5 separate regions of the Mus musculus genome follow, and all the other regions are linked to region 4. Evidence: chromatin contacts called from public Hi-C and promoter capture Hi-C data. All regions are on one chromosome and are shown on one strand. The core of a region is the stretch at or near the end of the contact, and the rest is flanking DNA. Distances in the headings are between cores, read along the strand shown.

Region 1 (4,955 bases), core at 265-2,764, 140 kb after region 4:
ACAAGGAAGAGCAGGCGTGAGAGTTCAGTCAGCTGGGAGGCGTTTCTGCTAAGCCGGACAGCTGATTCTGCCAACCCAGACAACATTGGTGCCAGACCCAGTTTTTGCTTTCTCTGTGGCTCCAGGAGGAGGTGACGCTGTTGGGTCTTTGCACCGGAAAGAGATGGAACTCAATGCATGAAGCTAGCTCCTGGGATCCAAAGAGCCAGGGCAAGAAGTTCCAGCCCATCTCCAGAGCAGGGTCTGGCCTCTGAGAAACCCAGATTTCCCAGGATCCTCTGACTTCCATGTTTCAGCCTTAAGGGGGTCCCTCTCGTAAGGAAGTGGGAAAAAATTCCTGTTGATTCTATGTAAAGGTGAGGTCTCAACACACACATGCATACACACACACACACACACACACACATATGCACCACAATGCCCCCTACGTGTGTACACATACACACGTACACACGTGTATACACACATGCACACATACACACAAATGCAAAGACACATGCATATAAACACATGTACACACAGACATATGCATCACCCACACAGACATGAACACACATATACAGGACTCCACAGCCCACCCTCCCCTTCTCCATTGCCTTTGTTTTAGGACAGTTCTCTGTACTATCTAGCTGAGACTGCAATCTAGCTCCCTGCCTCAATTTCCCTACACATGGACTATGGTGCTAGGTTTGTTACACGCCTTCTTGGAACTTTGGGAAGGGAAAGGCTGGAATTTAGGTAGAAGCTGGTGGAAGGCACCTTCCAGGGAGGGGAACCTTGAAATGATGGGCCATGCATAGGCTTGAACTAAAGACTTGGGCTGTCTTGGTAGAGAAACAGGCTGTGTTCCTAGAGCAAGGGCCATAGTACAGTGTCCCTGGTGTGAGATAGTCGGTCCCTCTGTAGCTTTTCTAAAGGCCTGTCACCCTCCCCAGAGCATGACGGGAACTTTCTGAAACAAACGGCATGAGAATAATTCTCATTACCCCATACCCCTATTAAAGGTCCTTATCCTCCCCTCTGGATGACTGGCCCACCCTAAAATGGGGGTGGGGGAGGAATAGAGCCCTGAGCCAGCTCTTCCCTGCCTCTTCCAGGCTCTCCCTTTGTAGCCAGCTCACCAGGACACTGCCAAGTATGCTCTGTGCCAGGATGGAGGCTGGGCCTGGGGGCTGGGGCCCTAAGGGTTGGTGACTGCCAGGGGTCCTGAAGCCCTTTGCTTGCCCTTCAGAGAGCTTAAAACTTCCCGGGAGAGGAACAGCTAGCTTTGCTGGGTTGTCTGAAGAGGTGGGGGAGGAGGGTGTCCGGATCTGTTCCCCTTGGGGGCCCAGGCCAACACAATAGCCCCTGGGGCTGCCACACTCTGGCTTAAGTAGTTGCCTAGGCAACAGCAGGGACCAGCTTCAACCAATCCATGGCAGAGACTGGTAGGGGGAGGGAGGTTAGGAGGGAAGCGGGTACTGTCCCCTTGCTGGATCCTATATAAGGAGGAGGGATGGGATCGGAGTGCTCTGGACTTGACTGTCCCTCCAGTGGACTTAGGGACAGAGCACAAAGATGCTTAGAAAAGGTTCCTGCAAGCCTGGGTCCTGGGGCAGCTTCTGGGCTATTCTGGCCTTGGTGGGACTGGTCACTCGTGCAGGTGAGTGGAAAGTACGGGGATCAGGTGCCTGGTAAGGAAAAAGGTAAGGGTTGGGGGCAGGAACTTCTGCTAGGAGCTACATAGAGCTGGCCAGGAGGTGGAGCCAGCCAGCCAGCCCCAGAGAACACGGAGAGACTGGACCTCTCCAAAGACAGAGAGAAAGGGGCACATAGCCTTCCAGGGAAAGAGGCTGGGCAGCAGGCAGGAGTCTTAATGACAAAAAGACCCTCTATTGTTCATTGTCTCCGACAGCTGGGTCCAGGCAGAGGCTGCAAGAGAACGCCATCAGCATTTAGGTCTTTCGGAGTGACAGCTGGGGAGGCGGGGCTAGGAGGCGGGGCTGGGAAATTCACCACCAGCAGCTGCTCCCTCTCTCCCCTGCTGGGTCTCCCTCTCCCACACACAGATGCTCACTCTTGTGAGCCTTCCTTTCAACGATCCACACATAGGCCCTGTGCCCACTCTGTGTGTGTGTGTGTGTGTGTGTGTACACAAGAGCTGCCTGCTGGTGCCCTTCTGCAATTGTCAGACTATTAACCGCCTGCTTTTCCCAGTTTGCAAGGCTCACTGCACTGCTCAGTCTAGGGGGGTGTCTTTTCTATAACTCAGCATGTGTCCCTATCTGACCCCAGAGCTGCCCTGAGAACACAAGAAACAGGCCTCCCTGGAAGGGAGATGCTAGCTTCAACACTGTTACCCCTGGAATCCTATTCCTTCACTGTTCACCCAAGTTACTTCATTGGGTCCCTTACTGTCTCACCGAGTAGGGCCGGGGCAGTGCTCCTCATTGTGGAGTGGTGATGCAATCCTGTAATCCCAGCACAAAGGATGGAGGAGGGAGAAGGATCAAGAGTTCAAGCCCAACCTCAGCTAATCATGAATTCAAGGCTAGCCTGAACTATAAGAGACCCCATCTCAAAAAACTAAAAAGAGAACAAACAAACAAACAAAGACAGAAAGAAACGCTATGCCTGCTGTCCCTGGCCCTGAGCTCCACCTGGTCATTCCCGCCCAGGTCTTTAGGGCTGGCTGTATTCCTTTGTCTCTGGCTGGTTCCAGGCTGCTCACTTGTGCATTTATTTATTTTTAAAATTGATTTGTGTGTGTGTGTGTGTGTGTGTGTGTGTGTGTGTGTGTGTGTGTGTGTGCTTAACACTTGATCTAGTACTGGCTATGGAGTCCAGGCTGGCCTTGAACTCCCCACCCTTTCCTGTGTGTATTTACTATGTGTCTGTTCTGCCCCCTTGAGCTTTCCTGAGTATGAGAACTGGGTTAGGTTCATTCAATGCCACATGGCAGCCACGTAAGTTCTCAGTACCCAAGGCTGTGCCACCTCTGACCGGTTTTGTCACCCTCCCCCTGGGGACCAAGTGCCATGGACATCAATAGGTTCACAGAAACATTAACTAGTCCACGACTTCTGCCTGACCCGAACATATTCTGCTAAGAACGTACCCCAAGTCTGCCTGGGGCCAACATGCTCACTCAGCATGAGCTAGCTTGTGGACACTCATGTAGGCTCCCCACCCTTCTCCCACACAGTGCCACCGTGCCACCAGTAGGTCCCTCTGCAGTCTTAGCTGGAAGCACCAGGCCGGGTGCCCTCTCAGGCTCTGCCATGTCCCTTCCTGCTGCAGCTCAGAGAGCCGATGTGGGTGGGGAGGCAGCAGGCACCGCCATCAACCACTCCCACATGCTGCTCCAGCGACTGCAGGACCTGCTGCGCCAGGGCAATGCCAGTGATGTCATCCTGCGGGTCCAGGCTGTGGGCACCGACGAGGTCCGAGCCTTCCACACCCATCGCCTGTTGCTGGGGCTGCACAGTGAGCTGTTCCGGGAGCTGCTGAGCAACCAGAGTGAGGTTATGCTGCGGGAGTCCCGGGACTGTGCTGCTGTCTTTGACAAGTTCATCAGGTACATAGGGGAAGGGCACCGTCCTGCATCCTGTCCTGCATCCTGTCCGTGGCTCCCTGTCTCTCCACCTTCAGGGGCGCAGAAGTCTGGCCTTACTGGTTATTATATCGACTTTCAAAAGTCCTAGCATGACATACAACACAGGCTTCCTTTATCCCTCCTTCCGATGCCCTCCCTGTTGTGGCCTGTGTCCCTTTCTGGCCTTTGGGAGTCCCTTCTGAGCTACTTCCAAACCCAGCCAAGAGCACTGATAGAATCAACAGATTCTTAGTTGGTCCCAAGTGTCTTCAATGGCCACAAGACTTTGAAACCACAGGGCTAAGGAGCAGAAAGGTCAACAGGCTCGGTCACCTCTCTCCTTCTTGCATAGGGAAAGACTGTAAAATGCTCTAAGGAGGTAACCCCGCTCTAAGGGCTCAGACAAGGTGGCTGCAGGATTCCAGACAACACCCCCAAGTTCCAGGCAACAGGAAGAGGGATAAAACAGAAGGGTTTCACATAGAGCCAAGCGGGGTGCTGTGTGCCAGTGGGACTGTCAGGAAGAATGAGGCAAGGGGGTGGGCAGCACTGTAAGAGAGCCAGGGACAGTAAAATGGCTGAGAGGGAGAGGGAATCCAGACAGCTGAAAAGCCTAAGCAAAGAGAAGCCGACAGGGAACAGGAAGTAGCCTGGGTTGCCTGTGTGCTGTGTAACGAGATTTTTTCTGAGCCTCTCACAGTGACAACATTCTGGAGGTGGGCTCTTCCCCTTTCTTAGGCATCTTGGGATTCCTAAATTAAAGGACTTGCCTTCTCTAGCAGCAAGGAGGAAGTCAGATAGGCATCTAAATCCAGACTGTGTGGATACCAAGGTTACTGGCGGCCTCTTATGGTTTGAGCTTAGAGTTAGCTATGAAGTAGATGCTTAGTAAATACATGTGATTTTCACAGCACCAGAAGCTAAAGATGTCTGAACAGGCCAGGAGGGAACTTAAGAAGAAAACATAGGAAGCCTCAAGGTCCATTCATCCTGTTTGTTTCTTACAAAAATGGCTGTGTCCCCTTTGGGTTCTGGGGAAACTTGCAAGGGTAGTGTGGGTGGCCTTGACAATACTCAGTCCCGCCGATCTTCCTATCTCTAATTTTTTAAATCATATTATTAGCATGTGTGTCTGTATGAGTGTATGCCACATGTAAATGGGTACCCTGCTCCAGCCAGAAGAAGGCTGGAGTTACAGATGGTTTCCAAGGCACCCAATGTGGACTCTGGAGCCCGAACTCTGGTGCTCTGGACAAGTGCTCTTAACTGCTGTGCCCTCTCAGCGGGCCCCTCTCCAATTCCCTTCCAGGTATTTGTACTGTGGTGAGCTGACTGTACTGCTGGCCCAGGCTATCCCGCTGCACAGGCTGGCCACCAAGTA
Region 2 (5,100 bases), core at 157-2,656, 210 kb after region 4:
CACACACACACACAGAGCTAAATATGGACTCTTAGAACCTTACACATATCAGCCAGTGCTCTACCATTGAGCTACACCCAGCCCCACTGAGTCTCAAATCCAGGGTCACAAAGAACCGCTATACCCTGGTCCAAACACCAAAACATGTGATCATTTCCTGCACCCTAGCCCAACAGAAACAACAAGACTTGCCTCAGGCGAGGATAATGAGCAAAGTCGTTCCTAGAGAGAACCCCTTGTGGTTGAGCGGAAAGCATGGTACACAGCTGGGAGGAAGGGCCAGGAAATAGCAGGCAACAGAGGTGTCAGTATGGGAAGGGGGCCAGGAGGAGGGTCACCCTTTGTCCCTTGTGTGCCTGGAATTGTAGAGCCGTGCTTGAGTGAGGAATACAGATGGAAGGGCTCCTGTGTCTTTCCAATGTCTTTGTGAACCTTCTGGACAAGGTTAGGAAAATGGTCTCCTGACCCTAAATGTAGATGAAAGGCCAACTCCCAGATGGAGGGGCAAAAGAAAAGGTGCATTTACATACAGTACCTGTGCTCAGTCCACAAGACTCTTGTGATCTCCCATTTTACGCCCTCCATTTTATTTTTCTTAATTTCACTTTATTTTTAATCGTGTGTGTGTGTGTGTGTGTGTGTGTGTGTGTGTGTGTGTGTGTGTGTGTGTAAGTGCACACAAGTGCAGGTGGGGTGGAAGCCAGAAGTGCCAAATCCCCTGGAGTTGGAGTTTCAGGGGTTGTGAGTCACCTGATGTGGGTGCTGGAAATCAAACTCCCGGTTCTTTGCAAGAGCGCACTCACTCTTAGCAGCTGAGACAGTCCTCCAGCCCCCTCTCTTAGTCTTTGAGACAGGCTCTCACTCTGAGTCCACTGGCCTAGAGCGCACTGAGTAGTCTAGGTTGCTCTCTGACTCTTGGTAATCCTCCTGCATCAGTTTACAGGAGTGCAGGGTTTACCGGCCTATCCCTATCCCCCTCCCTACGTTTAACTGAAAGCTCTCTTCTTAACAACCCATCCTTCCTGGGCTTGAAATTTTGTTCCATTCACCTGAAAGCCAGAAAGAGGTCCCGCCCACTCCGGGTCACAGCCCGGGTCAGGGCCTGGTGGAGAAGTGCAGAAGGCAAGGTGCTTGGAGGCTGAGGAGGTCCTGGAGCTTGAAGAATATTCAGGGCAGCGAGGATTAATGCAGCAGAATGAGCTGATTCCAGCACCTGACAGTTCTCCGAGATTTCTTGCACTGTTGGTGATTATTACCCTCGAGAGCTTTTCCCTCTTTTTGCCAGGTCTTCTTTCGGGCTTGGACGTCCTCTAGGACGCCCGCCCCTTATCCTGGCTCACCTCCTGCCACACAGCCCAGGAGAAGCGCCCAAGACCAGTCCCAGCTCCAGCGCAGCTTAAACGGCTGGGAGCTGCGGAGTTTACCAGTTGCCTAGCAACCCTGGCCGGGCCGAGACGCCGGCAGTTCGGAAGGCGATCTGGAGCACGTGACTCTGGTCCCGCTAGTCGGAAGCACCCCCTTCTCTCCTTCCTTCTCTGGAGGAGGTCTGCGGAAGAGGTGGAGGAAAGTTAACCAAAGCTTTGCCAAAATGCCTACCCAAGTCTACAGTCTATACCCAGCAAAGTCCCTCCCCCACTCCCGTATCCCCCGAAAACGCAATCAAAGTGACCAGAGCGTGGGAAGCCCCGCACCTGGGTCAGTTCGGATCATGTCTGATTTGTCACTGCTACAATGTCCGGGTCTCTTCTGTTAACGTATCCCTTGCACCACCACCCTTCTGAATTCATCTCTGGAATGGAAATTCCTTGAGGGTCAGGCTCAATGCATGCAAGCATGGCTTAGCTATGCGGCTGGCACGTTGTAAATATGGTTTCATTGCATGAATGAATGAGCTAGCTGATGGACACATGAATGACACAAAGAGAGATGTGTTTCTCATGAGCTTGAGGCAAGGAAGTGAGAAAATGTGGGAGGGATTGATGGACAGGCTGAGTACAAGGCACTTTGTTGGGTAAGCCTGACAAGCAGAGTTCACATCCTAGAACCCACATAAAAATGGGGGAAAAAATGGATTCCACAAAGTTGTCCTCTGATCTGTGTCATGTAGCACACCCACAATCATCATCATCATCAATAATTTAAAAAGAATTAAAGAAGGGAGGTAGAGTCCTATATCTAGGACTGGTGAGATGGCTCAGTAGAGAAAGGGGCTTGCTACCACTTCTATGACCTAGGGTTGAGCCCCAGACACACATGGTGAAGGAGAGAACTGAATTCTCTAAGTTGTCCTCTGACCTCCATACTTGTGCTATGTAAGACACACACAAACACACACATACACAATATGATTTTTAAAAAAAGATTTATTTATTTATTTAGTACCGTGTTCTGTCAGCATGCCAGAAGAGGGTACCAAGATTCCATTACAGATGGTTGTGAGCCACCATGTGGTTGCTGGGAATTGACCTCAGGACCTCTGGAAGCACAGTCAGTGTATTTAACCTCTGAGCCATCTCTCCAGCCCACAATATAATTTTTTAAAGAGAAAGAAAACTACAGAACCGTATATACTTTCCCAGAGGTGTTCCTTAAGAGCATTTGGGACCCGAGGTTGGTTCTTTATTTATCATGGGATTTTAGCAAGGCACTCTCTCTGCCATCCCCTGTGAGGTTTGAATGAGATCACCCTCATAGCTCATATATTTGTATGCTTAGTTCCCAGATGGACAAGCTTTTTGGAAAAGATTAGAACCTTGTTGGAGAAGGTATGTCACTGGGAGTGGGCTTGGAGGCTTTAAAAGCTCACACCAGGCCCAGTCTCTCTCTCTCTCTCTCTCTCTCTCTCTCTCTCTCTCTCTCTCTCTCTCCTTTCCTGCTGCCTGTGGATCAGGATGTAGCCCTCAGCTACTTTTCCAGCATCATGTCTGTCCATGTACCACCATGTTTCCCTCCATGATGATAATGGACTAACCCTCTGAAACTATAAGCAAACCCCCCAGTTAAAAGCTTTCTTGTATAATATTTGCCTTGGTTGTGGCGTCTCTTCACAGCAATCGAATGGTGGTGTCTTAAGATAATCTTTCAGTATTGGGATTGACAGGGCCTTGCATCGGATAGGCTGGAGCTCTACCACTGAACTACATCCCAGCCTTACTTTCCATTTCTGAGACTTAACTTTCTCCATCTTCACGTTGAACAGTGGCAGTTCTTCAGGATAATGGGGGAGAACACGCAATCAGACACAGATGATAATCCAGCCCATTGTGAGCCCCCGCCAGCACTGTGCTTGTCCCTACAGGCTCCAGAGAATGAGGTGAATCCCAGGCCAGGCGTGGGCACTGGAAATTTGGATAGAATCAGGCAAAGAATGAGTCACCGAGATGTGGGATTTGGGGCTGGAACCGGGCCCTAGGAAATGGTTTTGAGATGCAGGGGGAGGAGTGGGGAGTGACTCCCAGAGTGGGGGTGGGGCACGGTGTGGACCAGAGTAACTCAGCAGGTCAATTAGTTCCAGGATGGAGCAATGTGGCTGGCTGGGGTTGCAAGCTAGGGGACTTTCTGATGACACATGGGTAGATAAAGCGAGGTATATGTGTGAGCGTTCACTGTGTGTGCAGATAAAAAGGGAAAAGGGGGAAGTTGGAAAGGAAACTGCAGTCATTTTTATTATGACAGTGATTTTTATCCCTGGCTTCCTACCCCACCCTTCACTCCCTTCACTCCGACCTCCACTGGCTCATTTACTCACTCGCTGGCTTTTAGCTCTTATGCTCTTGGCAGGTTCAGCTCAGCCACCCTGGGAGGCCAGCATGAAGTCATATAATTAGGAGCATTCATAAGGTCCTAGTTTGGTTTTCCCCCCAAGCTTCTCAGATTTCCATCCAATCACAGCGTAACTGACAACAGAAATTCTTTGCTTAGATCAGCCTCCGCCCTGGACAAACTCCAGGCAGGTCCCTAGTCCATTGCACCATTGGCTTCCTTTCCACCCCCAATCCCTTCTTCTTTTTTTTAAAGACAGGGTCTCATGTAATCAGGCTAGCTTTGAACTTGTGATTTTTCGAACTTGTGATTTTTCGAACTAGTGATTTTTTTTTTTTATTAGTGCTAATCAATAGTACAGGGTAAGGGCTTTTCTTATGGTGTTTGCATATATTCATAAAATATACTTTGATCATATCTATTCCCCATTTCCTTCTGCTTTCATGCCTTTGTTGGTGGTGGTTTGGTTTTTGTTTTTCTAATTTTGAAATCGAGTGGAAACTGATCCCTAAGTCTCTGAGATGGAAAGAAGACAATCAGGTGTTCAGGGTCAGCCTGGGCTTACAAGAGGCCAGCGTGGGCTACATGAGACCATCTCAAAACGAACAGAACTAGACCAGGCTGGGTACGTTTCGATCCCAGCACTCGTAAGGTAGAGACAGACAGACCTCTGATTTCCAGGCTAGCCTGGTCTAAATGAAGAGTTCCAGGTTAGTTTCAATAGTGAAACCTTGTCTCAAAGCAAAACCCAAATCAAAACCACCAAGCGCAAGTCTTTCTCTCCCCCATCTCCTCCCCCTCTCTCTCATTCTCTCTCCCTCTCTCTCTCTCTCCCCACCCTCTCTTTCACACGCGCTCACACACACACACACACACACACACACACACACACACACACACACACACACACACATACATATACATGCACACAAAACAGACTAAACAGGAAGTACAGAGCATGGGAATCTTGCCCACAACACTAACAAGCAATAGGAGCTGTTCCATGATACTTTGTAAACTCCCATCCCAAGACCACGACCAAGACTACCCAGATACCTCTGCTACGCTAGAACTCAGAGAAAGTAAAGGGCCGTCAAATATTTAGACTTTGTGTGTCAGGAGGTACAAATCAAAGCTCTCGTGGGGGGCTGGTAAGGACAGTTCTTACCTGAGTGCACTGGTCAGTGACCATGGTAGGCCTCTTGAGTCACTCACTGTAGGAGTGACTGAGAGAGAGTGCTGAGTGGGAGTGTAGCTCAGTGGTACAGTAGCCACCTAGCAGGAACAAGGCCCTGGTTCAGTCCGAAGCAAATGGGGGCTGCAGGAACCGAGTGAAGC
Region 3 (4,460 bases), core at 594-3,093, 170 kb after region 4:
CGTCCATCTTGTGAGCGATGAGGGTAGCTCCCTCCTCCAGCTCAGCCACGCTGATGGGCCGGACCCTAAGTGCCACCTGGGAGGAAGACCAGAACCCTGGGTTAAGAGGACCATACGTAGCCATGGAGGGAGGGATGACAAGGTCTTTGAATTCCTTTCCCAACAGGGTTGTGTTCTCCAGCATCCAACCATCTGCATCTCCTTGGTCCTGAAGAACATTGTGGGTCTAGGGCATTGCCTGAGCCAGAGGGCAGCTGGTCCACAGGGTGTCTGGATGAGTCTGAGTGTCTCTTTTCAAAAGTCTGTATACCTCAGGGGGAGCCCCCAGGGGATGAACTGTCTACACAGGCTGCTTCAGTCACATGCCCAAATTAAACACTTGCCACTCCCTTGGGCTGAAATCCGGAGCCTTGGGGACCAGAGCCACGTGTCTGTATCTGAGAGTGAGGTACTGTTGGGAAGGGGGGGGGGGGTTGTGGACAGAATGGTGTAGAAATGAGGATAGGATGAGAATCTTCCCCTTTGTCCTTCCAGCAACTTGTGGCTGCATCCTAACACTCCCAGGAAGTGTTACCAAGGGCTTCTCTGTTCTCTATTTCCTGGCCACTTAGAGATAGATATGTCTCCCTCCAAAATAAAACCAGAGTCAGGGATTGGGGAGAATTTCTTCTGCTGAGCAAAAGGAGGTGCCTGGATACTGAGTGGACCTCAAGGACCCTCAGTTCCTTTCATCCACACAGACTGTCCTATTGCCTTTATCAGCCTCCTCCCTGGATACGCCTCCTTGGTGAAAGGAGGGTCTTTGTCCCTGCCCTAATGACAATGAATATTCTTGGAGCAAACTCTTTCAAAGAGGCCATTCTCACTGTCAGAGAGGGTGCCACCGAGTCTGGAACTGGCTCCTAGGGCTGAATCCAAGCTTCCCTGTGCAGAAACAGGTTCTCGGGCATTTCGGTAGTGATGCTCTGCCTGCTGGGGCAGAAGGACCATTTCCACAGATCATAGGTTAAGGCTAGGGACTGGGAAGAAGGCTGTGAAAGAGAGAGGAGAGATCTCCACCTATCCTACAACCTGAGTAGCACCAAGGCTTCTCTTTGTGGCTCCAGCTTCCACCACGGATAGTCAAGAATCTCTCTTTGGTCTCTACCTACCCTTACTCCTTCCCATGTGGCTATTCTTCCCAGGCCAGTAGACCCTGGGACTATCCAGGTGGCTTCTAGCATTTCTCTGAAGTATCTGGAGTCCTGATTTGGACAGAGCCTGAGGCACAGCCCATAACTAACTGCTCCTCAGACTTGGTGCTGGCTCCCCCTATTTCGGGGGCTTTTGTCTTTCTATCTGTGGCTCCATCTTCCTTTAAAGCAAGACCTGGCTGGGTTTAAGCCCTCTGATTCGCTAGAGAATCCCAGCTTCCTTCTCAGGCAATAGTTGAGACCTCTCTTGGGTCTTGACCTCTGAGTCTTGGCCCAAAGAAGGCTGAACTTGGGCAGGGGAAGTGGGGTGCTAACTTCCTAACCCCAGGAAGTGCCACCATCCCTTCTGGCCACTGAGAACTTGGGTAGTTGTTCTGCACAGTCCCAGACTCCCATCTCTTGCTCTCAGTGGTCACTATGTTTGAGGCTGTCAAGTCTCAGGTTTGGTGGAGGGGAACCAAGCAGGAGCTTGATAAGGGGTCTCACCATGAGTTGCTGGTCCTTTGAGTCACCGCTGTCCTTCATGATTGCGGTAGGTAAAGAGCCTCAGGCCGCGACAGCTGGCATGGCTGAGACGCACCTCCACTATGGTCACCTCCTCGGATCGCTCTTCCGCCTCCGCTGCTGCCTGACAACCCGAAACCAACAACGCGCCTGCCGCCCGAGCGCTGACCAGGAGGCGGGGCCAGGAGGGCCTGGCCGGCTCCGCCCCGCCCCCTGTGCTGCCCCGCCCCCTATGCTCGCTCCGCCTTCTGCGCTCTGCCCCCTGAACTTTGGTGAGCAGGACGCCTCCACGCAGGACACCCCCGGCCCCCTTGCGCTTCTGTTGCAGCTATTGCTGCTTGTCCCGAGGTTTTCTGTCAGTACGAGTGGTCACCGGTCTGAGCGTCTCGACCTCCTCCCGGCCTAGCGGCGTCCGTTTGGTGGCCCCTCCGCACACACCCGTGCCCAGGCTCGAGGCTCCTGGCTGTGTCTTCTGCGCTCCCGACACCGGCCTGGCACGCGACTAGCTGGGCAGAAGCAACCTTGCCTGTGGCTACGATCTTCTGCTGCTCGCTTGACTGTTACTGGGCGTCTCCAGGGCGCGCCTAGCAGCCTCAAGTTTCCAGGAGTAATGCTGGCTTCGCAGCGGTGGAGGCCAGTGCCTAGGGTGTGGGTAGCTGCACCCATTGTCCAGAGGAAGAGAGGATGAGGGAGTGAGAAGGTGGGTGAAAAGCTGGCCTGCACCCTTTTGGCACCTGGCTAAGTAAAGTGTATAGACACACTAGCAAACCAAGCCTGAAGTCAGAATGAATGGATTTGGCCTGCCTGCCAGAGTAGCACCACCCAGGAGAGTCCACCTGTCCCCTCAGGTTGCATTTGGCCTAGGTTAGCTATGGATGTGGCTCGACACAAAATCATAAGCTTACTTAAAATAATCCGAGGGTCCGCCAGATGGCTTGCCCTGTCAGGGAGCTTGCAAGCTCACTACCTGAGTTCAGTTCCTGAGACCCACATGTGTAAAAGGCCAGACCTGACACCCAAATGTTGTCCTCTGATCACCACATGGACTCCCTAGTACATGTGCATAATATATAAATGTAAATTTTTTAAAGTATGAATGGGGGCGGCAATGCTGGAGAGACAGTTCATGAGGTACTCTCTCTCTCTCTCTCTCTCTCTCTCTCACACACACACACACACATCATTAAAAATAACTCTTTTATGACAAGTTTCTTGAATTTTTTTTTAAGACAGTTTTTTCTCTGTGTAGCCCTGGCTGTTCTGAAAGACCATCCTGGCTTCCAACTCACAAGATCCCCCTGACTCTGTCTCCCAAGTGCTGGGATTAAAGGCCTGTGCTACCGTCCCCTGGCTTTTTTGTTTGTTTGTTTTTTCTGGGTTGGGGGAGTTTCTTGAAAATTAAACAAACAAACAAACAAACAAACAAACAAAACCAAAAGTGGGTTACACAGTTCTCCATTGTGAATTTCGCAGGTGAGATCACTTTGCGATGTAAAAAAGCCGGACAGGAGGCCAGGTGGCCAGGTGGAACAATGGATACACAGTTGCAATTTCCATTCTTGGTAACAGTAACAACAATTACACACTCAGGGAGCCCAGTGGAAATTTTCCTCGTCTCAGGAGGCCTGGGCAAAACAGGATTCTAGTCCTAGCTCTGCCTTAAACCTGCCTAGCCACTGAGAGCCTGGTTTTCCTGTCCTGTCTGCCTGTCACCTGGATGGTGTTGGAACTCTTCCTGAATGTAGTGATCTGTCCTTTGCATTGTCTGTCCCACTGAAGCTGAGAGCCCAGAGCTCTTGCACAGACCAGAGAAGGAGACTCCATGGGGTTAGAATCCAGGAAAGACGCTGGAAAAGCAAGTACCCACATCCCTTAAGGCTGTCTCAGACACCTGGCAGGTCCCCAGAGATAGAGCCCAATGTCAGCCTGTGCCTTGGGACTGGTTTCCCCGGCTTCCCCCAGGAGCGGGTGTTGGGCATAGTTATTAATAAACAGCGGCAGGAAGCAGCTGGCAACCCTGGGTTTGATAAATATATAAACCAAGCCAAGTCTACAAACCAAAGTCTCCTGCAGGGGGTCCCAGGTACTGCCTGACTCTCTGAGGCTGGCCAGTTTGCGAATGGGTCATTCTGCAAAGAGAATGGGGCCATGAGCCCAGAGGGTTTTCTGCCTTTTTATTTTATTTTGAGATGGGGATTGAGACTGTTAACCCAGGCTAGCCTCAAACTCACAGCCTTCCTGTCTCAACTCCCCAACTGATATAATTATAAATATATGCCAGTACTTTCCACTCTGGTGGCATTTTAGACCCTTGAATTTACTTTTTTTTTTTTTTTTTGGTTTGGTTTTTTGAGACAGGGTTTTTCTGTATAGCCCTGGCTGTCCTGGAACTCACTCTGTAGACCAGGCTGGCCTCGAACTGAGAAATCTGCCTGCCTCTGCCTCCCAAGTGCTGGGATTAAAAGTGTGTGCCACCAAGAATGCCATGTCCCTGGTCAATTGGTTTGGGCTTTGGCTAGTTCTCTTTTTTTCTCTTTTCTTCTTCTTTTGTTATTTTTTTTATTTTGTTGTTGTAGTTTTAAAGATTTATTTATTTTATTTTACTTTACTTTTTAAAGATTTATTTATTCTATGTAAGTACACTGTAGCTATCTTTAGACACTCCAGAAGAGGGAGTCAGATCTTGTTGCAGATGGTTGTGAGCCACCATGTGGTTGTGAGATTTGAACTCAGGACCTTCGGAAAAGCAGTCGGTGCTCTTAA
Region 4 (4,746 bases), core at 1,227-3,726:
GTAGTTAAGTGGGTGTGACAGGCAATTTAAAGGACCAAGGCTGTTCTGTCACTGCCACCATTGCTGCTACCACGGCATGGACATGATGGGGGTGGAGATAGGTGGCATCTGAAGACATATATGCCCAGTCACTCTTGAAGGGGGTACAAAAAACTGATTTCTTAAAAAAAAAAAAAAAAAAGCCTGGATGTGTGGAGTTCAGACTAAAGTCTGTACAAGGTCTGAAACAAACGCAATTTAGATAAAGCCTGGTGGTGTGTCTGGCAGTCGAGGTTTAGCCACAATGGTGTCCATTTTCCCAGCCTTCCCTGGAACCCAAAGGCTCAACTATGCAGTGCTCTGAACATAAGCCTGGGGTCATAAAGTGTGTGAGTGTGTGTGTGTGGCAGGATGAGGAAGCCTCAGGTCAAACATCTTTGAATCCAAAGACTCTGTTCTGGCTTGCCCTTGGCAGGGAATCCCAGGGGTCTGGAGACCTGGAAGGAGAACCCAGTGCTCCAAGGCTGCTGGGAGGTGGTTGCTCATGGAGTCCAGAATTGATCTCATCAGATGAAGAGAAAGATGAGGGGAAGAATCTCAGTCCCCCATTTCCAGGTGGGGCTGGAGCTCAACTTCTCTGCACCAGATGATGTTATTCTCCACCGGTGAAATGAGCCAAATCAAAGAATAAAGGCAGGTTTGTTGGGTGCAGCTCTCAGGCAGGTTCACTGGTCCCAAGAAAGTCACCATGAGAAGGGAGACAGAGGGACGGGGAGGGGCCATAGAAAGAGAGAAAGAGCATGTGCAGGTAGGGAGAGGAAATGCAGAGAGAGGGAGAGGAGGGAGACCAAAATGTCTGGATTGTATAGGGAAGAGCTCCTGGGGAGGGGAAGCCCAGCCCCTGGGATGAAAAGCTCACAGAGAAGGTGGGGTATGCTGGCCATGCCCTATAACAGGCAGAGACTGAGGGGTGCTAGGAGAACTTGGGGGCCAGGTCCACTCTGGTATATTAACTATGCACCTCAGCTGCTTGTCCCAGGTCTGAAACCCAACAGAATCCATGGGTCTGCCACTGCTGAGGGCCAGGTCTAGATCCATGATCCTGCTGTAGCTGGGGGTTGTGTTGATGTCTGTGGCCCATGGTCTGTGCTGTTACCTGAGGCCATGTTGATGTTGGAGGGCCATGCTGACACCTGCAGCCACGTTGATGCCCTTGGCCTGTGCTGCTGGCAGGGCTATGATGGTGTCCATACCCTATGCTGTGGCAGAGGGTCATGTTGATGTCTGGGGTCTGTACTGCCACTGGAGACTGTGTGGATGTCTGTGGTCCATGCCATTGCCAGAAGCCATGTGGAAGTCCATGATCCCTGCTTCCATTGACTGTGAAGGGCAAGAAAGCTACTCTTTCAGTGGTATCAATGGCTGAAGACTCATTGAGAAAGTGTGACATAGAAAGAGTCTGTGACAAATCCTACCTCTACCACACCCCTCAAAAAAGTAACAGTTTAGACAGAATGGCATTGAAAAGAAGTCTTAAAAACTGTGATGAGGATGTGGAACTGTAGTTCTCACAATTGATGGCCTCAGCTGGGGTACAAACAGAGAAGGACTCAATTTTCTTTAAGGGGCTGGCCACTGGGAGTGTGACCATGTTCCAATGAGTGTAAGTTGTTTTCTTACTTTCTTTCTCTCTGTCTGTCTCCTCCTCCTCCTCCTCCTCCTCCTCCTCCTCCTTTCTCTTCTGCCTCCTCTTCTTATTCTTTCTTCTCCTCCTCCTCTTTATCCCCCTCCTCTTCCTTCATTTTGCAGGAAAGGTCACAAGAGTGAGGGGCAGACCTGAGAAGACTGGGAATTAAGCTTGATCAGGGTTTATGATGTGAAATTCCCAAATCATCAATAAAAATATTTTGGAAAAACGAACAAAACTGCCATATCAAGACAATTTATAGACGAGATGATTGATTTGGGCTTCTGTTTCTGAGGGATTAGAGTCGATCATGGTAGGGAATCCTGACAGCAGGCAGCAGACACAAAACAGGTGAGAGCGCAAGTAGGGTGCAGAGAGAGGCTACTGGGAATGCCAGGAGGCTTTGAAACCTCAAAGTGACATACTTCCTCCAGCAGGGCCATATCTCCTAAAGCTACCCAAGGAACATCATCTACTGGGGATTAAATATCCAATGCCAGGTGTGCTGAGCACAGCCCACTAACACGAGCTGAGACTCTCAGCTGCTGGGCCCATCATTATAGCATAGAACCTTTCTGGATCCAATATCCAGAGTGCTCTACCCCTTAACCCAAGACCAGATTGTCCAGACTTCCCCACCACTGGTCTACAGGCTTCCCTCCTTTGCCTCTGCTTGCCCTGCACAGTTCCCTGGCCTCCTCGTTTCTACTGAGTGACCCAGCTCTGGCATTAACTGATGTCTCTTGTGCTGAGTAACTGACGGCAGGAAACACCCACGCTATAAAAGGAAGCTTATGAGTAAGACACTCAGAGGCAACCTGGACAAACAGAACGAGTCAGCTGAGATCTCCAGGGCTTTGGGTATCCCGCTGAGATTTGGATTTGCTGCTGGCTGTTCATCAAGGAGTGCAGCAAAGTGGGAAGGCAGGACCATGTGGCTGTCCCCAGCTTTGCTTCTTCTCAGTTTTCCAGGTATGTTCAGCTACGGCCTGGGGGGCTTGGGACTGCAGGTGTAGAGTGGCAATAGAGGGCTCTGTCCCAGGTTTAAGGAGAGCTGCCACCTTCAGGGAAATGTGGGGTAGCTCTGTAGCTTCATTCAGCAAAAGGACGCTGGGCTCTACACTGTGCCAGGCATGGGTCAGGACCTGGGGACGTGAAGGGAAAGGAGAAATGGAGGTGACCATTAAAGGAGATTCCAGATGCTCTTGTAGGTGAGACATGCAGGAAGAAGCACAAGAAAAAAGAGCTCAGGGGAAAGAGCTGGTACCACGGAGGGAGCTACAGAAAGCTCTCCTGAGCCAGCTCCTTCCATACCTCAGAAGGAAGCAGATCTTTACAGCCCTTGCAGCAAGCAGAACATGCACTCCGGGGAGAGGGCATGGCTTGGGGGAAGGACTTACAGGCTTAGAGCAGCTGCCACACCCATGCAAAGGGAGCACTCAGTGGACAGGTCACTGAGGGGACACTGGCTAAATGTGAGTTTGCAACTGCATAAAGGTAAAACGAGGGACAATAGCGGGTGCCTGTACCACTGGGCTTGTGTCTGAGATCCAGGCCCCCCAACTAGCTGCCTGCACTCTAAACCTCAACACCGGGCTTTCCTAGACGCCAAGCAGGCCAAGAGTGAGCTCTGCCATGGCTTGCACACAAGTAGAGCAATGCTCACTAGTATACTCAAAGGCTGCACATCTACACACAGTCCGTACATCTACACACTCTGTCCGTACCTCCAGGATCACCCGCTCACATTCACACTCTTTGATTGGTTGGTTGGTTGGTTGGTTAGTTTTGGGGAGTTTTGTTTGCTTGTTTGTTGTTTTGTGGGATTTGGTGGGGATGGGTTTTTTGGTTTGGGGGGTGTTTTTTGTTTTTGTTTTTTAGTTTTTTAGCAATGGAAACAAAAACACACCTAAAAGTGAAGCTTTTGGAAAAAAAAATTGTTCTTCCCTGTCTTTTATTGGTCCTCAAATTTGACCTTGGCCTCCCCAGGCCTTGTGTTTCAGAGCTGAGCCTCTGAAGGCACCCTTGTTGACAACAGTTTCATTCAAGAGGATATCCACAGAGTCCCTCGTGGGTATGGGCTGTAGCTGTAAATTTTCACAAAGGACTTGATCTTGGATCTCTTGGCGATCTTCTTCTTGCCCATGGCAGCTGTCACTTTTAGTGATCAATTCTAGTCACCAGGGCATGTCTATAAGGACCGTCTGGTGTGCGTCCATCATCAATGTTCCTCATGATGACAGCTTTGCGTCCTGAGTAACATCTAGCCAGGACTGGCACCACTTTCCCTGGTTTTGTGAACTTGCCCATTTCGACAGCAAGCAGCCAGCGCCCAGCAAAAAGGAGTATTCACACTCTTAAGAAGCCATAAGCTGAGACCATTCACAAAAAGGATTTTATTCTTTTGGTTTATTATATATGTATGGGTGTTCTACCTGTGTGTATGTAAGTGTACATACCATGTGTGTGCTTGGTACCTACAGAATCTAGAAAGAGGTTATTGGATCCCCTGAAACTGGAGTTATGGATGGTTGCAAATTACCATGTTAGAGCTGGGAATTGAACCTGGATGCTCTACTAGAACAGCCAGTACATTTTGTTTTGTTTTGTTTTGTTTGTTTTTTGGGGGTTGTTGTTGTTGTTTTGTTTTGCTTTTGGTTTTTTTCTGAGACAGGGTTTCTCTGTGTAGCCCTGGCTGTCCTGGAACTCACTCTGTAGACCAGGCTGGCCTCAAACTCAGAAATCCGCCTGCCTCTGCCTCCCAAGTGCTGGGATTAAAGGCGTGGGCCACCACCGCCCAGCGAGCAGCCAGTACTCTTAACCTATCTCTCTAGCCACCCACCCTCCTTTTTTGAGATAAGGTCTTACTGTATAGCCCTGACTAGCCTGGAGCTCACTATGTAGACCAGCCTGGCTTCAAACTCCTAAAGATCCTCCTGCTTCTGCCTTCCTAATTCTGGAATTAGAGGCATATGCCACTATACTCACTTCATTAGGTAAATTTTAAAAATAATCTAATAAAGTGCTTTGGACATCTTTCCTGTCATTGTTTAGACATTGCTCTTTACTTTTTATGCTAT
Region 5 (4,627 bases), core at 31-2,530, 200 kb before region 4:
CTAGAAGTATGTAAAGAAGGTGGCCATCCCTGGCCACATCCTGGAAAAGCTGTGGCTTATCAGCAGCTGGTGTTTTCTTGTGGACATAGCCCTCCAACGTGCCTCCTTGCATATGGTTAGTCTAGCCAGGACTTGAGGACGCCACCAATTAAAGGTGTCACAGGGTGTCTATAGCTCCTACCCAAAGTGACCCTATTTTAAGGACTTCCTGAAAATGGGTGTGAGTGAGATGGAAGCCACAGTGTCAGGATGAGGAGTGACCATAAAGGCTGGCCTTCCTTCTTTTCTTATTTGGACAAATGGTTACTGCAGGGAGGGTGTGGGAACGGGGGTAGAAGTCATGAATAGCAAGCTGGTTTTCTGCAGAGGGCAGTGGGGAGGTAGTCCTGGGATATTCACTAAATTTCTGGGGAATACAGGTTAAGTCTATATCTATTACCTATTAGTCTGGGGCAGATCAATAAGAGGCAGTGGTGGAGCATGCCTTTAATCCCAGCACTTGGGAGGCAGAGGCAGGTGGATTTCTGAGTTCGAGGACAGCCTGGTCTACAGTGTGAGCTCCAGGACAGCCAGGGCTACACAGAGAAGCCCTGTCTTGAAAAAACAAACAAACAAACAAACAAACAAAACAACAACAAAAAAAGAGTGCCATCAAAGCAGAGCCTTCTGGGTAATGTTAATTCCTGTTCATTTATCCTGATTATATCTGAGCCCCTCTCCTGGTAAGTTTGTAATGAGTGGGAGTGCTGAGGCTCAGACTCAAGACCTTGCATATGTTAGGCAAGAGCTCTGCCACTGAGCAATACTTCCTCCCCTCCTCTTAGACAGGTGTGGCTATGTAGCCCAGGCTAGCCTTGACCTTACCACATAGCTCAGTTTCAAGTCAAACTTTTAATTCCCCTGTTTCTACCTCTTAAATTCTTGGATTACAGCTGTGCTTGGCACCCATGATGAGGCTGGCTTTTGACACCCCTTCAGCTCCCTCGGCTCCCTCCATTCCAGTCTCTGTTCTAGAGACTCTCTTCTGGCACCCTTCAACCTATTGAAGCGCTGGCCTTCTGGGCTCCAGCAACTCTTGCTCTAGCTGATGGAATCCAGAAGCACCGAGCCTGCACATTCAAAGCAGGAGCCCCTGTTCTCTTTCCAGAAGTCAGTCTGGAGCTGAGGACATGATGTTTCTCAAAGTCCTTTTCACAAGTCTGACTTCTTGCGTTACACTTCTCTCACCCTACCTCCTTCCTCTTTTGGTGCTTTATATGCCAGCGGGAAGTGGCTAAAGGAGGAAGTGCCGAGTGAGAGTGAGGGAAACCACAGGACCAGGAGACGCAGGAGTGGAGCATGTAGCCTGTTCTCGCTGGCAGGCTCCACCAAGGTGACCCGGTGTGAGAAGATGCATTTGTCATTGCTGGTCCCCTTTCTCTTCTGGATCACAGGTGAGCGAGCTCAGGCAACCAGAGGAAGTGGCCACCCAGCAAGGGGTCATCTGTCCACCACCCCATTGTTGTGGCGCTTTTGTGGCAGAAATATTGAGTTCTTAAGCCCCGACCTAGGCACAATTCTAGACTACTGAGGGACTGGTCGTATTTAAGACAGACACACTGATGGGCCCCGCTGGTCTTTGAAAGACAGGAGAGCCCTGGTTGCTCAGGAGAATGTCTGATGAGGCTGGATTGTCAATGTGTGATTGTGTTACAGCAAGGGAGGGAAGGCTTTGGGGGGAAGAAATGATTGTGGGAACAGGTTGCTGAAGGGATAAAAAAAAAGTCTGCTATTCACAACTGATGAAAAGGTGATTTGTGGCAACTGGGAGAGAAGGTGCTGTCAGAAATGGCTGAGGACTGAAAGGTGAAGAGGGGGCAGGAGACAAGGCCACAGATAGAGGGCTGACAGCACTTTCTTGTGTTTTGAGATGGGGGAGGTGCTCCATATGTAGCCAAGGCTGGCCCTCTAACTAGTGATCCTTCTACCTCTGCGTCTACCTCCAAAAATATTCACAGCCAGGCAGTGGTGGCGCATGCCTTTAATCCCAGCACTCGGGAGGCAGAGGCAGGCAGATTTCTGAGTTCGAGGCCAGCCTGGTCTACAAAGTGAGTTCCAGGACAGCCAGGGCTATACAGAGAAACCCTGTCTCAAAAAACCAAAAAAAAAAAAAAAAATCACAACACGATTCATAACAGTAGCAAAATTACAATTACAAAGTAGCAACAAAAATAATTTTATGGCTGGGGGTCACCACAACATGAGGAACTGTGTTAAAGGGTCAAAGCACTAGGAAGGCTGAGAATCACTGCTCTAGTTAGTGCATGTTGAGTTAGACCACCGAAGGGGTTTTTCTGGTGCTGGGACTATAGGCCTGTGCCATGACACTTGAATTAATGTAGCTGTAAGCGAATGGATACAGTTTTGATTTCAAAGAAAGAGAATTTACTCTTGAACACAATGATGCACACCTTTAATCTCTCTTCATTTGGAAGACAGAGGTAGGTGACTCTCTGTGCATTTAGGGACAACCTAGTCTACATAGCAAGTTCCAGGCTAGTCAGGGTGCAGGGTGGGACTGTCTTCAAATAAATTGCACCAAATCATGAGTCCTTTGTGTCATTTTTCTCCTGTGAGCATTGCATGCACCTAGACAATCGTCTTCTCTCATCTTCTCCCCATTTCTACGGGTCCCCTTCTTCTCCCTAAATACCCTCTTCTACTTCCATGTTTGTTTGTTTGTTTTTTCAAATCTGGAGTTTGCGTAGGAGAGAAAACATGCAATATCTGTCTTTCTGAATCTGGTGTATTCTCTTTAACAAGATGGCCTCCAGTTCAGTGTTTTTTTCCTGCAGGCATCATTGTGTATTTATACGACACCTCCTTTATCCATTCGTCTGTCCATGGACTTTGATTCATGGCTCGGTTATTGCGGCTACTGCTGCAGTATAGATGAGTACTCAGATACTCTCTAGGGCAGTGGTTCCAACGACCCCTGCGGCAAACCTCTATTTCCAAGAATGTTTATGCTGAAATTCATCAAGCTAGCAAAATTACGAGGTAGCAATGAAAATGATTTTATTGTTTGGGGAGAGTCACCATAACATGAGGAACTGTTTTAAAGGGTCGTGATGTTAGGAAGGTTGAAAACTGCTGCTCTAGGGCCTGCTGACTTAGACCGCTGAAGAGGGGTTTCTTGCTTTGTATTCTGGTGGTTTCCACTGTGCTCTTGGGCTTCTCCTCTAGGCTTGAAATATTTTTTAGCAGATGGCTTTCAGTTTCATACCCCTAGAGCAGACGTTTCTCAGGACTCTTATAGCTAAGTGTGTATTCAGCTTTTGTATTTAGACATTGACATTTCAAAGGTGGGGGCTGAAGAGATGGCTCAGCAGTTAAGGAGGCATGCTTTTTTCTTCCCACAGAGGGCCCAGGTTCAACCCCCAGTACCCAGTGTCTCACAACCACCTGTCACCCCAGCTCTGATGTCCTTTTTGGGCTTCATGGGAACCTGTAGTTAGGTTCACATGCCCATAAGCACATACTCATACACATATACACACAAAAAAGAAAAGAAATTTGGGAATAGTAAGACCCCCAACTGAGAGAGAGGGAGGGAGAGAGAGAGAGAGAGAGAGAGAGAGAGAGAGAAGAAGAAGAAGAAGAAGAAGAAGAAGAAGAAGAAGAAGAAGAAGAAGAAGAAGACGAAGAAGACGAAGAAGACGAAGACGAAGACGAAGAAGAAGAAGAAGAAGAAGAAGAAGAAGAAGAAGAAGAAGAAGAAGAAAGGAAGAAGAGAGAGAGGAAGGAAGGAAAGGAGAAAGGAAGGAAGAAAGAAAAAAAAGAGAGAGACTTCACACATGGCCTTATCAAATCTTCCCAGTTCACTCTCGTCCCCATTCCTCTTCATCTTAGTGCTCTGCAACTCCATATTTTCTTACTGCTCAGCCAAAGCTGGGGGGCAACCATCTCCAATGACCTCCTCAGCTTAGAATTAGAACCCTAAGTCCTCACAGAGGGCATACAAGGTACTGGGCACCTGATTCCTTTCTGTGTAGTCTTCCCGGTCCTCTCTTCTCTTGCTTCCTTGCCTGGTTCATCTCCCTCCCCTACCTGGCTTTGAACTCACTGGGTTTGCTTGGCCCCTTCACCCTGAGTGTTCTTGCCTGTGTGGCCCCAGGCTCCTCACACCCCCCAGGTCTTCATTTCATTGATGACCTTAATTCAAACTGTTCCTGCCAGGATCTGGCCAGCTCCACTCAGGAGGCATAGACAAAAGGAGTGGGGGTTCCTGATCATTCCCACCTACAGAGTCCAAGGCATGAGTTCTGTGAGACCCTGCCTCAAAAAGGAAACAAACAGGAAAAACCAAACAAAAGGTTTCCCGTGCTCTGTCTCCTCTTGCCTGTGCCCCACTCCCTCACCTTAGTAGAACAGAAGCTTCTAGAAGGCAGAGAGGTTTGTTTCTATAACCCCAGTGGGTACTAATTAGACAAACGGCAGCTGCTTGAATGAATGTATCCATTAGAGAGAATGTGGCTGTTTCTAACATTACTCTTCCCGTTCCGGCTTTCTAGAACTGAACGATCAGGTTTACTTTTTATTTAAATATTTTATTTAGTATGTCTAACAATAAAGCACTGATGGGATG

Evidence for each region. Promoter capture Hi-C pulls out the DNA fragments that hold promoters and counts their contacts. A called contact is a pair of places that touch in the nucleus more often than the background predicts. Capture Hi-C pulls out chosen DNA fragments and counts their contacts.
Region 1: a promoter capture Hi-C map of liver shows a contact between it and region 4. The contact joins the promoter of Btbd17 here to the promoter of Cd300lb in region 4. A contact is called at or near these places in 4 of 39 promoter capture datasets (cranial neural crest, embryonic stem cells and liver), 1 of 15 datasets of contacts at CTCF or cohesin (large pre-B cells), 6 of 484 Hi-C or Micro-C datasets (CD8 T cells, LSK cells, cortical neurons and 3 more), 12 of 115 datasets of contacts at active chromatin or transcription factors (differentiating embryonic stem cells, double positive thymocytes, embryonic forebrain and 7 more) and 4 of 9 other capture datasets (adipose tissue, embryonic stem cells, liver and 1 more).
Region 2: a promoter capture Hi-C map of trophoblast stem cells shows a contact between it and region 4, with 4 times the contacts expected there. The contact joins the promoter of Dnaic2 here to the promoter of Cd300lb in region 4. A contact is called at or near these places in 24 of 39 promoter capture datasets (the 3T3-L1 cell line, 3T3-L1-derived adipocytes, the C10 cell line and 15 more), 1 of 15 datasets of contacts at CTCF or cohesin (large pre-B cells), 4 of 115 datasets of contacts at active chromatin or transcription factors (embryonic stem cells, pancreatic cancer cells and stem cell-derived neural progenitor cells) and 3 of 9 other capture datasets (adipose tissue, liver and pancreatic islet).
Region 3: a contact with region 4 is called in a promoter capture Hi-C map of liver. The contact joins the promoter of Kif19a here to the promoter of Cd300lb in region 4. A contact is called at or near these places in 7 of 39 promoter capture datasets (3T3-L1-derived adipocytes, the C10 cell line, the HPC-7 cell line and 4 more), 3 of 484 Hi-C or Micro-C datasets (embryonic ectoderm, nephron progenitors and tail fibroblasts) and 3 of 9 other capture datasets (adipose tissue, liver and pancreatic islet).
Region 5: a Hi-C map of embryonic stem cells shows a contact between it and region 4, with 1.8 times the contacts expected there. The contact joins the promoter of Cd300lf here to the promoter of Cd300lb in region 4. A contact is called at or near these places in 3 of 39 promoter capture datasets (the C10 cell line, embryonic stem cells and neutrophils), 5 of 484 Hi-C or Micro-C datasets (cerebellum, embryonic stem cells, gonadal supporting cells and 2 more) and 1 of 9 other capture datasets (adipose tissue).

The regions. Positions count from the first base shown.
Region 1 is chr11:114,792,451-114,797,405 of GRCm38.p6, reverse strand. Btbd17 (BTB (POZ) domain containing 17) reads left to right here and starts at 1,514. Exons shown (of 3, transcript NM_028055.4): 1 at 1,514-1,642; 2 at 3,280-3,556; 3 at 4,884-4,955. The coding sequence starts at 1,558.
Region 2 is chr11:114,723,725-114,728,824 of GRCm38.p6, reverse strand. Dnaic2 (dynein, axonemal, intermediate chain 2) reads right to left here and starts at 1,406. Exons shown (of 13, transcript NM_001034878.3): 1 at 1,050-1,406.
Region 3 is chr11:114,762,772-114,767,231 of GRCm38.p6, reverse strand. Kif19a (kinesin family member 19A) reads right to left here and starts at 1,843. Exons shown (of 20, transcript NM_001102615.1): 1 at 1,680-1,843; 2 at 1-76. The coding sequence starts at 1,718.
Region 4 is chr11:114,932,101-114,936,846 of GRCm38.p6, reverse strand. It overlaps Cd300lb (CD300 molecule like family member B), which reads left to right and starts at 2,476. Exons shown (of 4, transcript NM_199221.3): 1 at 2,476-2,638. The coding sequence starts at 2,599. It also overlaps the pseudogene Gm11699.
Region 5 is chr11:115,130,645-115,135,271 of GRCm38.p6, reverse strand. Cd300lf (CD300 molecule like family member F) reads left to right here and starts at 1,280. Exons shown (of 7, transcript NM_001169153.1): 1 at 1,280-1,433. The coding sequence starts at 1,391. It also overlaps a transcript of Rab37 not described here.